Regions from separate parts of the Zea mays genome. Here region 2 is linked to region 1. A link is a contact called in public Hi-C data. All regions are on one chromosome and are shown on one strand. Each heading gives the region's core, a stretch centred on a gene start, on an enhancer-like site or on the middle of the called end of the contact. The rest is flanking DNA. Distances are from core to core; before and after follow the strand shown.

What was found. Hi-C and Micro-C count contacts between places; a contact is called where the count stands out from the background.
Region 2: a Hi-C map of leaf shows a contact between it and region 1, with 7 times the contacts expected there. The contact joins the promoter of LOC100274535 here to the promoter of LOC103633192 in region 1. A contact is called at or near these places in 7 of 25 Hi-C or Micro-C datasets (ear and leaf).

The regions. Positions count from the first base shown.
Region 1 is chr7:159,198,499-159,205,642 of Zm-B73-REFERENCE-NAM-5.0, reverse strand. LOC103633192 (protein FAR1-RELATED SEQUENCE 5) reads right to left here and starts at 3,036. Exons shown (of 3, transcript XM_008654877.3): 1 at 269-3,036; 2 at 139-186. The coding sequence starts at 2,819. The coding sequence ends at 170. It overlaps LOC100284685 (PHI-1), which reads left to right and starts at 6,254. Exons shown (of 1, transcript NM_001157580.2): 1 at 6,254-7,144. The coding sequence starts at 6,312.
Region 2 is chr7:159,338,543-159,345,686 of Zm-B73-REFERENCE-NAM-5.0, reverse strand. It overlaps LOC100274535 (Ras-related protein RABH1b), which reads right to left and starts at 2,839. Exons shown (of 6, transcript NM_001148891.1): 1 at 2,575-2,839; 2 at 1,425-1,495; 3 at 1,245-1,333; 4 at 965-1,076; 5 at 196-286. The coding sequence starts at 2,691. It also overlaps the pseudogene LOC118473039.

The sequences.
Region 1 (7,144 bases), core at 1,787-4,286:
TCAGCCCTTGAGGTTCCACTACATAGTAAAATCTTTGCAGTTCAAGTCATTGCTACACCAGTGAATTTTTCATGTTTAGCAATGGACAATAAAATCAGCTCTCCTGAGTAAATTAACACTACATCACTAACTACTTACCAATGTTGCCAGTATGATCAAATGTGCGCCGTCAAAGCCCCATCAGGCCTGCCATTTACCCATGTGAAATTCAATAAAGCGGTAAAAATGATGATATGTTGGAAATACTCGAACATTATAGAGTATATACCATTTGTTGTCTGTGCAACCACTACTGGTGTGGAATGGTCAGGATGTTGGGTGCCTACAAAGGAAATTGCTTGACTACTTGAAGCAACAGTGTGATTTCCCATATCAGGATAGCTTGTGTGTAGAATATCATCCAGATGTTTCTGAATAGCATTTGACTGACTTTCGATGTATGACATCACATCCTCGGATTTGGCAGCTCTTGAAGCAATCAAGCTAGCCAACCGACACATGTTACTGAATCGAGCTTCTGAGGTTGATCGCATGACACTGCCAGACCCATAGGTAGGTTCCTCCCCAATTTGAACAGAACGAGCATCTTTCCTCCATCTCTTCAAAATATATTGTTCTGGAAGTTCTTTGATATTCTTGAGATCCAGCACTTTCAGTACATGACAGCATTGAATCCCAACAGCTTCAAACTTCTTGCAGCTGCAAGTGGTCGAGCCATCTAGTGCATCAAATTTGACAAAACTCTCTGATGGCTTCTCATCAAGCACAATCTTGTACTCAGAGATCGTGCCAACCACACCGCAGGGGAAGGACATGCAATTCATGTAAGCCTCAAACTCTCCCTGGAACATCTTGAAAGCTTCAGGTGTATAAGCATTTGATGATTGTTTTAGCATTCGCAACGATGGGATAGGCAGAGTAACCTGGCTGCCATCAACATCAGCATGCAATTTCTTTGATCGATGCTCTTCCAGAATAGACTCATAACGCCTGAAGAACTGCAGGATATCTTCTTGCTCACTGAGGTCTCGTCTTAGTTCATTAATCATGTTATCCTTACGAAGGGTTGAGAGTATATCAGCAGAAAACATGGTTCTCTGATAAGGTAAAGCCCATTTTTCTTTCTCCAGGTAAAGTCTGCTGAGCCACTCACTCTCACCAATGTCATGTTTCTCAACTAGCTTTTCCCATGCTGACAAGAACTCAATCTCATCCTCACATTCAAAGAGACAATGGTTCAAAGCATTGCTGAAACTTTTTGAGCTTTCAAACACCTGCTTCAAGTGCCTCTTTGAATTATGGTAGATATGCCACACCCCTGTGCAGTGATTGGTGCCAGGCCACACCTCTGCTGCTGCAATGGCACACTCAGGACGTTCATCAATCAAAATAGTTTGTGGGTGCCTAGCATGCATGGCATCAGCAAACACCTCAAATACCCATTTCAGCGACTGAATGCTCTCATCATAGAGCAGTGCTGCGCCAAACACAAGTAACTGCTTATGGTTGTCAACACCAACAAAGAGTGCAAATGGCCGTCCATAAATGTTCAATGCATATGTTGTATCAAAGCAAACAACATCCCCAAAACTCCTGTAGTCAATTATTGATTTTGCATCAGCCCAGAAGAAATTCACAGCGGATTTCCCATCAGGCCCCACTCCTACCGCGTAATAAACTGAAGGATTTTCTACCTGCAACTCCTCCAAGTATTGCAATGCTGCGCCAACATCCCCAAGCTGCACACCCTTCCCTTGCTTCCTTCGATGCATTTCCCCTGCTCCAAGCTCATGTGCACGGGCTCTCATTTTATGAGACCGCAGCTTATGCACGCTGTCTGGATTGGCCAGAGGATGGTTATGCTCTGGAAAAAACTTTGCTACACGGTATGTTCGGCAGGGGGTGATCTTTATCACCATTCTTGCCTGACATCCGGTCCGTGTTGGCGGCGGACCTGGCCTAGGTGTGCCTGCTGACCCTGCACCACCATTTGCAATGACTATGGCTCCACCCTCTTGCTTGGTGCGGTCACTGACACCCTCGCGAGAACAAACAAAAATACGCGACACTATCATCCCTCGCTTCCGCTTCTTGTAGGAGCGCCGTACACTGAAGCCTACATGTTCGGCATATCTGTTATAGAAGACATATGCATCCTCCTCTGTCTCAAAATGCATATCGGCCCGCGGCCCATCCCTTGGGTCCGGCAAGCTGGCCACTGCTACAATGCTGTGGTGTGAAGAGCTCGGCGACAGCAAGGCTAGTGACACAGCGGGCGAGGAAGAGGCGAGCGGGTGGTTGTGATCGGCGACGAAGTCAGTAACACGGAAGGCGTTTGCGGAAGGAATGAGCTTGATGGTGAGCGACGCTAGGCAGCCTGTGCGCGAGTCCGGGCACCGAGGCGCAGGCACCAGCGACAGCGAGGGCGAGGACGCGACTCCGGAGCCTGCGGTTTCGTCCTGGGGCTTCTTGGGCTCCTGGCGGAAGCCCTGCTTGGAGCAGACGAAGAGGCGGCGGGTGACGGTGTGCCGTGAGTTCTTGGACTTGTTGGACTTGCGGACGACGAAGCCGAGACGGGCCGCGTAGGCCTTGTAGAACTCGTACGCGTCGTCCTCGGTCTCAAAGTACGTCCCCACGCGCGGGGAGGTGGGGGCATCGGCGTCTGTGTCATCGGCGAGGGCGGAGGTTGGTGCTGTCAGGGCGAGGTTGGTGGCGGCGGCATCGGCGGCGCCAGAGGAGTGGGAGGAGGAGCCGGAGGACGTGGAGGACGACGGCGAGGACTCGCCGGAGAGGCGGGAAGGGTCCCCGGCGGTGGACATTAGGGTTTGCGCCAGGGTTTGGAGGAAGGAGGAGGGAGAAGGGAACCTGTGGGGTGGAGGGATCGCCTGCGGAGGCGGCCGGTGTGGGTTAATGTGTGCGGTTGAGCCTCCCACGGCCCACGGGGGCGACCGAGTTGGTCTGCGACGTGGTCATGGCCTGATGGGTGAGTCGCTCGCTCGTCGCTCCCCGGATTTTCATTGAGTTCTTCTTTCTACTGGAGAAAAAAAAGAAAGAGACTCAAGTTAAGGGCTAGTTTAGGAACCTCGTTTTTCCACGGGGTTTTCATTTTTACAAGTTAAATTAGTTTATTTTTCCTTAAAAAAATATAGTTTCCAAGTTAAGTAGACTTGATGATGATATTACCAGACTTGATAACGTTATTGTCAGTATTAAAATTGTATATAATAGAAATTAAAAAGAGTACAAACACACCTTTAATCTCTAAATTACCTATGTATAATTGTTTTAAGCTTATTATGTATTGTCAATATCATATAACACGATCAAAGTATATAATAAAAAAAAGTACAAATAGGGCACATGTCCTGACATGATCACATGATGGTTCCCGTTACCTACTAGTAGTCTTGGGGCTAATTCGGTGGATAGAGATCCCGAGTGGATTCATAGGGATGGATCCTTTTGCTATTCGTGATTTCTATCCACCAAATCAGCTTTTAGGGATTTTTTTTTGTTAGAAGAAAAGTGAGTAGGAAATTAGTGTGTATTGGTGAGAGTTTTTGTGACGTTTCACCTTCATGATTTGTGTTCTTCTGCACTTTAACTATCCAGTTATTCATGCTTTGCTATGGTAGTAGATAACGAGGTCTACATAATCATACCTTGATTTATCTTTCTTCCATGGATATTTGCTGCTCCCGATAGTTTTATCCGAACCATGCATGTATAAGGGACAGATGCCCCTGAACCGATCTCAATTTTTCGAATATCATCTGCTGCTGGTGCTTACCTTTATATCCCTCGTTAAACAGTATGCCCTCATCTGAACTCTGATGTAGTCTGCTGCTTATCTGTTGTTCAGCAACGTCATACCCTGGTAAGTAAGCTGTGATCCAGCAAGTTGAATATCTCTGAGCCTGGTGCCTGGCGAAGAACATGAGGCTATCCGCACTCATACTACCCTATTTATCTACCCTAAAAGGAATATTCCATCCTGGTCAGCAAGGTTTTTTACTCTATCCAACAATTCTCCGCGGTCACAATTACTCTATATATCTACCCTATACCAACTACCACATATTTTATTATTTATTTCCATCACTTTTCTATCCACACCCAAGTACCCAACTGCCTTCCGCGGTCCCACCTTGGCCATGCTGCTACGGACAGGCCACCCATGCGAGGAGAGAGATTTTCGAGTTGGATGGAAGCGTACGCTGTATTTAGGGTTCTCCAAGTTACATGCAAATTTAGAGTTAGCTTTCCAGTACACCACTGCAGCATATTTTTACTCTATACGATTATTTTATAGCTTTAGAGTTGCCTTCTGAAATGCGACTGCGGACAGCCTGAACCCATTGGTTTGCTCTGTCCTTGTGCAGGAACACAACAGCTGGCTCCGCTGCATCCCAAGGCTGAGCTCAGCCACTTGCTTCGTCTTCGCTTCGATCGTCGAGTTGGTGCCGTCGAGCCTGCTCCGGTACACTATACTCCGGGCCTGTTTAGATCATGGGGTTAAACCAAAGTGACTAAAAATAACTGATTAAAATTTAGTTACTCCTATTTAGAACAAGCGATTAAAGTAGCCATTAAATCATAAATGTTGCAGCTAGCACTGTGATTGATGGAAGGTGGAACAGGCAATTATGGGCTTGTTTGGTTAGTTTTTTCTAACCAGCTTTTCTGATAATCTGGTTAATCTGAGTATCATTAGAGCTACGTGCGAAGGAAGATAAAAATATTCATAGGGCTCATAATTACTGTTACTTTTTATTGGGATATCGTTTACTATATAATATATTTTAAGTATGATGTTGAATTTTCATTTTTTTCATAAATTTTTTAATAAGATAAGCCGGTCAAATCTGACAAAAAAATCAAACGAATTATAAATTAGGACAGAGAGAGCACATTAGTTTCTTACCATTCAGATTTTTTTATTGTTAACTATCTAGAGCTTCGTTGCAACTAAATGCATTGTAAATACAACGTTAAACTATCTCTAATATATCATCTATATTATTTTCTATCTAATCTTATATTTAAACTTCACTATATAAATAATATCAAATGATCTTCTATATAACTTAGAAGGGAGACGGGATGGAGTAGTAATCAGTGGCGTGTGCGATGGCGCACCCTGTCCATGCCATGATGCCATTACTGTCTCCTCTGAGATGTGATTGAAAAAAAAAACAGCTTGCAGCACTAGTAGTTAATTAAATATTGTTTTCCCTTTCTCGAGAATGCTAAAAACTCGAAATCGCTTTGGCATCACGCTTTCACTTGCGGAAGCAAATTCATTGACTGTAGCGTGCACGGGTGTAGATGCAGTGATGAGAGAGACAGAGAGTGAAAGAATAGTACACTCCGGCAGTAGAGGTGTATGGAATGATGCAAAAATGTTTTTCAACTGCAGGCCTCATGTGTCTCTCCGTGTCTCTCTCTACGTCTAGTTATCCCCTGCTCTGGGATTGTGCTCCCTGAAGAACTCTGGGTTTGGCCAGACGCGCGCGACGACAGCAATGAATATCTCCTCGCCGCCGCGGCCACGATGGCCCACGCGTCAGCCGCATTGGTTCTACAACGAGTTAGTGCAGCCTTGAGCTGCGCGCAACCGTTGACATCGTCCGTGACAAACATCAAGAAGGTCGGTCCTGGTCCTGGTCCTCCTACCACAGCTAGTCGCACTGGTTCAGATTGGTTCCTCTCACTTGGTTTAATCTCTTGTATTATAGTACTAGAGAAACAAGATAAGGTAAGCTATGTTTAAACCATGAGTTGGGGGGTCACCGTAGAATTTTTACGGATCAAAGCATGCTAGTGAGAGTCCGAGTCTTGTCAATTTGGTCTCACTTTTAAGAGTTTGGGGAAAAAAATATTTGTCACTGTAATTTTGTTCAATAAATTATTTGTTATCATAAATAAATATTCTAATCTTTTCTATACCAATTAGAGGAACCTCTTACCTTTATATGTCATTGATCGTTAGTAGCATATATGTATAAATGTTTCTTACCTTTCAATTTGGTCTCACTTTCTATGTAAAAATGTTTCTTAGAACTAGACAACTGTGTTAAAGATGTGCCGGACAGTATTTTTTACTTATTCTCTACAAATTTATATGGATTGTAGGTGCTCTATATATTACTTGTACCCGAAACTCGTTGTTTTTCTATTCTTAGGTAAAAGGCGTCATGGTCGTTCAGTCTGAAAAGGCAACAAAAACCCAGCTGGCCAGTTCGGTCACTTCACTAGTTCAGCACTTCAGCCTTCACTCCACTCCACCACAGTCCACGCAGCCCACCGAAATGGGGAAGCTGCTCCCTCGCCACCCTTCCCCCCTCCTCCTCCTCGCCGCGGCGATCTGCATCTCCAGCAGCAGCCTCGCGGCCGTCCGGGGCGCGCCGGTGTACCGCGCGGACTACCTGGTGGACGGGAACCAGCTGGTGGACATGCAGTACCACATGGGCCCCGTCGTGTCCGGGACGCCGACCAACCTCTACCTCATCTGGTACGGGCGGTGGGAGGCCGCGGCGCAGGCCGTGCTCCGGGACTTCCTCGCCTCGCTCTCGGCCCCGGCCCCGTTCCCGGCCGTCTCCGACTGGTGGGCGCGCACGCCGCGGATGTACGCGGACCAGACGGGCGCCAACGTGACGGGCGCCTTCGCCGTCGCCGGGGAGCACTCCGACGCCGGGTACTCCCACGGCGCGTCGCTCCGGCGCATCGACGTGCAGTCCGTGATCCGGTCGGCGGTGTACGCGTACCCGGACCCGCTGCCGCTGGACCCCTACAGCGGGGCGTACCTGGTGCTGACGTCCCCCGACGTGCAGGTGGACGAGTTCTGCCGCGCCGTCTGCGGCTTCCACTACTTCACCTTCGCGTCCGTGGTCGGGGTCACGGTGCCCTACGCCTGGGTCGGGAACAGCGCCACGCAGTGCCCGGGCAAGTGCGCGTACCCGTTCGCCGCCGCCGCCGAGTACGGCGCCGGGGGAGCCCAGCCCCAGGCGGTGCTGCGGCCGCCCAACGGCGACGCTGGGGTGGACGGGATGGTGATCGTGCTGGGGCACGAGCTGGCGGAGATGTCCACGAACCCGCTGGTGAACGCGTGGTACGCCGGGGACACGCCCACGGCGCCGACCGA
Region 2 (7,144 bases), core at 1,590-4,089, 140 kb before region 1:
ATTCCTTCCTTAGATCCTACTCAATGCTTGTTCGGTTACGCCAATCCAGAAGGGGCCCTTCTGGATTGGCATAACCGAACAAGCCCTCATGTGGAAGCCCCTGGCACTAGATTTGCCCTTTTTTTAGAAGCATGTTCAATATGAACCCAACTTATGAAATGAGACAAGCAAGCAGTTTATATTTCTGAAGCATACCTTAATGTTAAACCCAGCTTTAGCACTGGTTTCAATAAACATGACACCAAGGTCCTTTGCCTTGCCTTCTCCTTCCTCTATCGAGACTTGCCTGTTCCATGAGATGCAACAGAATTTTAGCAAGAATATAAGAGCGACATACTTCTCCAAATTACATAAATACCTCAAAGTGAACTGATTCTACAAGATAAGTGATAATCCAGTTAATTTAGCTAAGCTGGAAATAATCACTTAAAGATAGAAGACCTAGAAAGTCTGGTATACCAATAGATGTCAGATTCCAGTTCTACTGAGAAAAACAGGCAACAAAAACAAACACACTCATACACATTGAGTAAAATATATAGCATATGCTAAGTAAATCTAGGAAGAAAGCAAAGCTCCCAGCTTTTTGCTAAATGCCAACCCAAGATATGTGCTTCAGATGAACGCTCCATATGCCTCGCTCACGCTGAGATTGAGTCCTGGACCTAGGTCCCACTTGATATACTCAGCAACCAGCAGATAGGATTCTTCTGAATCACAAAGTTTAGAATGATATCCACCTAAAAATTCCTAGGAAATGTGATCCAGATAATTTTAAGTTATTTTTTGCTTGGTATGTATTTGGGAAAACTAAACTGCCAATTTTAACAATAATATATGGCACATAAAATATCTGGAGAATTATACTTGACATGAGAGAGACCAAAGAATTTAAAGCCAAACAAAATATACATAGAGCAACCAACAAAACTACAGAAATCAGGAAAGAGCAAACACCACCAACCTCTTGTCAACAAGGTCAGTTTTGTTCCCAACAAGCACAATGATAACATCACTGCCCCTCTCAGTGCGAACTTCATCTATCCACTTGGATGTATTTAAGAAAGACTGCCTGCCTACAACATGAAACAAATAAAGGTAAGAATAAAATAGTAAAAATTTATGTCCTTAATCCTTAAAAGATAAAACTTCCTAGTCATTGTTGCTACTGATGTGCATCTGATACCATTTTTTTTCCTAAAGAATGTGTGTTTGTGTGTGCGAGAGAGACAGAGAGAGATTACTTGCAACATCGAATACAATGACAGCAACTGAAGAGTCTCTGATATAGCTTGGAATTAAACTCCTGAACCTTTCCTGACCAGCTGTATCCCTGCAAAGAAAACAACACATGCATAAGGTCAACGGTCCGTAGATCACAATGGGGCCATACAGGCTAACGGATGCAGTAGTAGTAATTATACCAGAGTTGGAGTCTCACAGTTCTATCTTCAAGGTACATTGTCTTTGACAGGAAATCAATACCAATTGTAGCCTGCATACCAGAGAAAACAACTTTGAGCAAACCTGAATAGACTAACCAGCATTACTGTACAACAAGCCAAAAATTACATAAATTAACTCAAAATAATACTATAATAGTAATTGTCAGCTGAGTACTCAAAATAAGTGAAACAACTTCTATTTGGGTTGGTTAGGTGGTCTGGGGTTAAAAAAACCTCGTCCGTCCCACGACAAATCACAGTAAGTCCCAGCTCTAGTCGCAATCGTTCTCATGTAGGCTAGGGGGCAGCTGTGCATGGGTGGGGCAGGGTTTTCTCGACCTCCGTGACAAGGTCTTCTTAATACAACACACAGGGTTGTCTTACCCCATTGAGGTTGAGTGCTCAAAATAATCACTCAAACGACCAACACAGTACACCACAAAACACATGCAAAGAAGCAGTCAAAACCCTGTGACTTACATTTCTTAAGATTTCCAGATCATATATAGTGACTAAAAAAAGATTGTGTTGCTACGCTAGTGCTTACTGTAAAGTGCCAAGCCCATAGATATGACAGAAGTCTTTCGTCAAAGTAGCATCCTATTAATACAGAAAAATACTTTGTCCTTACATTACCAGGACGAGAATTCAGGTGCAGGCTATTCACATCACAATCTCTGTCCAAAACTCTCAATACACAAAAGATTTGGGCTCGGACATCCCAGAGAACAATGTCAAGGACCTGTGATCCAATCAGGGAATCATACCAATATACCATCACCAATGGGTGCGGCAAGCCCAAATTATAACGGTGCGCCTCACACGTAATAGGTAGTCACAAGTTACAACCACCTTTTACGAACAGTACGGACAATTCGTCTCGCATGTAATTGCAACGATAGTAGAAGTACAAATAAGGCAACCCATCTTCCTTGCCCATGCGCCCTGATCCAATCGAGCGCAGGATGGATCACCCTGCCCCGGATCACATCGACCTATCGAACCGCCTGCGCTGGATCTGGCCCACCCGATTGGATCCAACCCACAAACCCAACCCCGACGCGGGAAGATAACACGAACAGCACGCGAGGGATCGATCGGGATCGGAGAGGCGTGCGGGCCGTCGTACCTGGTAAGTGTTGTCGAACTTATCGTACATGAAGCGGGTGATGATGCTGGTCTTGCCGACGGACTGGTCCCCCAGGAAGACGAGCTTGTACTTGGCGAGCGCCGACACCGGTGCCATCTCCGCCTCCTCCTCCTCTTCCTCTTCTCTCTCTCACGGCTGGCGGCGACGAGGTAAGGTCAGGTCAGATCGGATCCAGCAGCGCGAGAGGGGGATCTCGCTCGCTCGCTAGCTCGCGCGGTCCGCGTGTGTGTGACCGCCCCCCTTGTCTCTCTCCCTCCCCGCGGCCGCGAATGTTGCGCTCCCCCTTTCTTCCGCTTGCGCGTCTGGGCCGTTGCCTCCGAGATTGGTGCCTTCCGTTTATTACTCCTAGCGCGCGCGGAGAAGGCGGCCGGACCGGAGGGCACACGAAAGCCTTTTGTTTTGCAGCGCTCTAATGTGAACAAAAAAAACTCGGTACTCCCGAAAAGTGGTATCTCTTTAGATCAACCCCAGGTCCCCAGCCTTCAGAAAATGTTAATCGGTAATGTGTCCCGCCGAAAATAACAGACCCAAGTCCTCGGTTACACGGGATGAAATCCTACCGTGGATTTAATTCAGATATGGATTAGTTAAATTCATATCTCACACTCAATAGCATGGTCAGATTAAATTCATCAATTAATACATGTATCTCTCAAAGCTAGTTATTCTTTTGATCCATAGATTCTAATGCAAACGTGTGCAATATCTTCATGGATTTGTTCCATACCTAATGAGCAATGGATAGAATACATGTCTTCTATAGTTTAAAAAATTCCCAAACTCATTGGGTTATATTCTATGATGGGTATAACCTAATAAAAAAATTTAAGTAGTCTTGGATTATTTTGGGTTATGGATTTAATTCCAATTCATGCTAATCCAGAGCTGGATTGGTGTAAACGAAGTGGTGATTCAATATGGATTCTACGTCTTGAAACCAGGCCAATTTGGGACCGGCAAAAAGCATTAAGGATACAAAAATCAATGCACCAATTACGGTACAATAGAGTTGAAATTCACTAGTTATTCCGGATGCTCGCTAAATCTGGAAAAAACAGAGATTATTTGGATTCCTCAAAAAACCCCCGCCTACATCATCATTCAAAATTTCTTGTCCTACTATTGGCCACACTACCTGAGCACTGGGGTCCAATATGAGTACATGCCACTCAACAAAAGAAAGATATTGGAGCACTACAAACTTTTCGGGAGATCTCCAAATCACCGGTATAACTATCAAAATCATGAGCATCAGCGTGTAGGTTCCAGATCCAAGTGGTAGTATCGTGGCTCTTAGCTATTGTCCTTGAGAAATGCTCGGATCTGGTCCATTCCTCAAAAGATGTTTTTATAGGATCCCTATCCACAACAATTTTAACTTATGGTTCCTATGAACGAATAATCATTAAGTCCTCTTTCCGGACAAGACATACAAAGAGACCCGCCAACTGTCTTTTTATTGAAATTTTAAAAAATAGATATTATAATTAGTCCTTTTCTTTACTATCTATCGTCCCTCTATTTTTTAGTGAATATTTTTTAGTTATTCACTGCAACAATTATATATTGAAGTCAATCTGAGGTAAGTGTTCGGATCTACTATGACATAAGGATTAGGTGCCTAACGGACATTGGTTATTCTAGAAAATTATTTCCCAACATAACAAAAAATCTTTTTTATGTTTTAATTTAAAAAGTTGGTGTATTTTTTTAGGGTATAAGCCCATATCTACATCTACTTTCCTTGAGTGAGCATAATATAGATTTTTTTATTCGATTCAAAATTCCAAGACAACTCATTAGAATTATTAATAAGATTGTCCTGATATATTAGGTAGGAATATTTAGATTGTTGATTTTTATGTACTTTATTGCTTCTGTTCTAGAGCCTATCCCTATGGTTTATCCTTATGAAATATGATATAAAATTGAAGGTAGAAGAAAGGGATACAATGAAATTCTTGATTTGATTTTCAACCAAACCACCTTTTTATGATGATGGAGAGTGGTCTTATTCAAATTCAAAGTGCTTTGTAATCTTTAACCAGTTATGTGCTTCAATATAATTTCCTGGAGTAAGCGCTATAGCTTGTTTCCAGTACTCAACAGCTTGATCAAACCATGCTTCCGCAATTCCTGAATCGCCCTGTAGAGTGGCATGTTCTCCTCGGTTGGAATAGACAGTTCCTTTCCCTAGAACCGTACTTAAGAGTTTCCTACCTCATACGGCTCAGAAATTGCTATCTTAATTTCCCCTATCTTAACTGAATTCGATTTCCCAAAAATCAATCCAATTTCTTCTTGGGTTAAGTAGAAAAAGTTAATTACCTAAGTTTCAAACCTTAATTTTGATCAATAAACAGTTTGATCTTTTATCCCACCTTCACAAGAACGAAGCATAGATAGACATATATTCTTCATTCGAATTTTCGGAAAGGTAACTATCTCGGTTTCGTTTCTTTCATATGTGAAATTCTCTATAGAATCCTAGAAAAGACCATTTTCAATAAGAAAGAAAAAATAACTTACTATCTTTGGGATCTAATACTACACTGCTGCTTAATCCTTAGTGGATGAACTTTATTACATAAGTGGATTCCTAAATTTTGTCCCATATCATGGTATAATGAAGCAATTTTTTAGTTGTATCGACCCAGTCGCTCACTAATTGATCTTTACAGTGTTTTCTCTATCAATTTCAGCTTTATCCATAGAATAATAGTATAGGCTCTACTTTATTCCTATTTTGATTCTCGTGAAGTGTCGTTCCTTCCTATAGTTGATAGGGTAAAATCATTGTTTTGATGATCCCTATGTAGAAAGCCCTCTTTTCTAGTATTCACTAGAAAATTTCCTCCTTTCTTTTTCTTCTCCTTTCTATAGTGGAGATAGTCGCACGTAATGACAGATCACGGCCATATTATTAAAAGCTTGTGGTAAGAAGGGGTTTCGGTCTAGCGTCCGGAAATAATATTCCAAAGCCTTTGTATGCTCTCCATTGCTTGTGTGTATAAGGCCTATGTTATATAGTATATAACTTCGATCATAGGGATCAATAGGGCTGGACATTCGGTCTATTCAGTTCGGTCTATTCGGTTCGGTCTATTCAGGTTATAGAAATTTCGGGTTTTAAAAATTGAGAACCGAATTGAATGGAGGAATAAACAGTAACCGAACCCTAATAGACCGAAAATTTCGGTTCGGTGGTTCACCGAATTACCCGATCTCAACCAGTCACAGATCGCATGCAGTTAAATACAAACAAAAATTTCAGGACGCGAGAGGTCGCTGCTTGCCATCGAGCCTTCGATGAGCGTGACTGTGACGTGTCGTTGTGCGTGCTGATCGGAAGCTGGAGGTTGCTGCTGGAACAGGACCTCATAGCCGGCATGTGCTTGCTGTGCTTCACCGGAGAGTCGAACTGCTGGAGCCGCGAGATGCGATGTGCAGGGCTAGACGCCGGAGGAGCTTAGGTAGAGCAGTGGATGGCCAGAGGAGCCGAGGCGGACCGGTGGAGGCAAGAGTGGTGGCGGACCTGGTGATGGCTGGTGGAGGCAAGAGCGGCGCAAGAGCAAGTCTGCTGGGCGGTCCAAGCCAAATAACTTACTCCGAAAAGTCCTGACAAATGATGATTCAGACGAGATTCGGCGTTTTTGAACCACGAAAGGCTTGGCTTCCATTTGGGTTGTAGATGTAACCACATCGCGTATAAAGGGAATCAAACCACCCCCCATGAATGGTCCTCCCTTAACTCAATGAACTTTGAGAATTCCTTTGCCTAGTTTTTTTCTTTTCAGTTCTCATAAGTCCTTGATATACTAGCCTCAATACTTGACCGACTGCGTCACAGTTCTTAGGTAAAGTGGCAGTGGTTGAAAGCGAGCGGAAACGTCAGTGTTTTCTGTGCGTTACGAGAGTAGTGGTGAAACGATCAGAATCCCGCTCCCGGGCGAAGGTTGGTAGACGACTCTTTAGTATAATCACGAAACAAGGAGACATCACACCAGATACTTGCCATAATGTTTCATCTATGAAGAACAATCTACTTCAGTAGCTCCAGTAGTAGCTCGAACCCATACATCGAGCAGTAGCGCTATCCCTACTACGGCCTTGGAAACATCTCCCTTCTATTCCGTTGAAACTTACTGCAGGGTGTATAGTTTCAACATAATGCCATGCAGTGAAATGATTCTGCTACATGGGAGAAGACTAATGGACCTCCAGTGCCACTTGTGTATGAGAAAAGGGTCGTATTCATTCACATCAACTGTTTCCCCCCGGAGATTTGATACGTTATTTCACATTCCGAAGCGTCGTGCACCACTTCCTTCTATTCGATAGGAAAGCCAGTTCACTCAACTCAATCCTTACGATCCGACCAACACACTAGCTTGAGCTCGTGTATAGCCGTGCTTTTCAACTGACCTTTATCCCAGCACCTTCCCTCACGGTTTGGTCCTACTTCTGGTTTTTGTTGTTACGAAAAAAGGAGGGGGAAAGTCAGTGCCAAATGCATTTCAATCCTTGGTGGAGCTTATTTATGATTTTG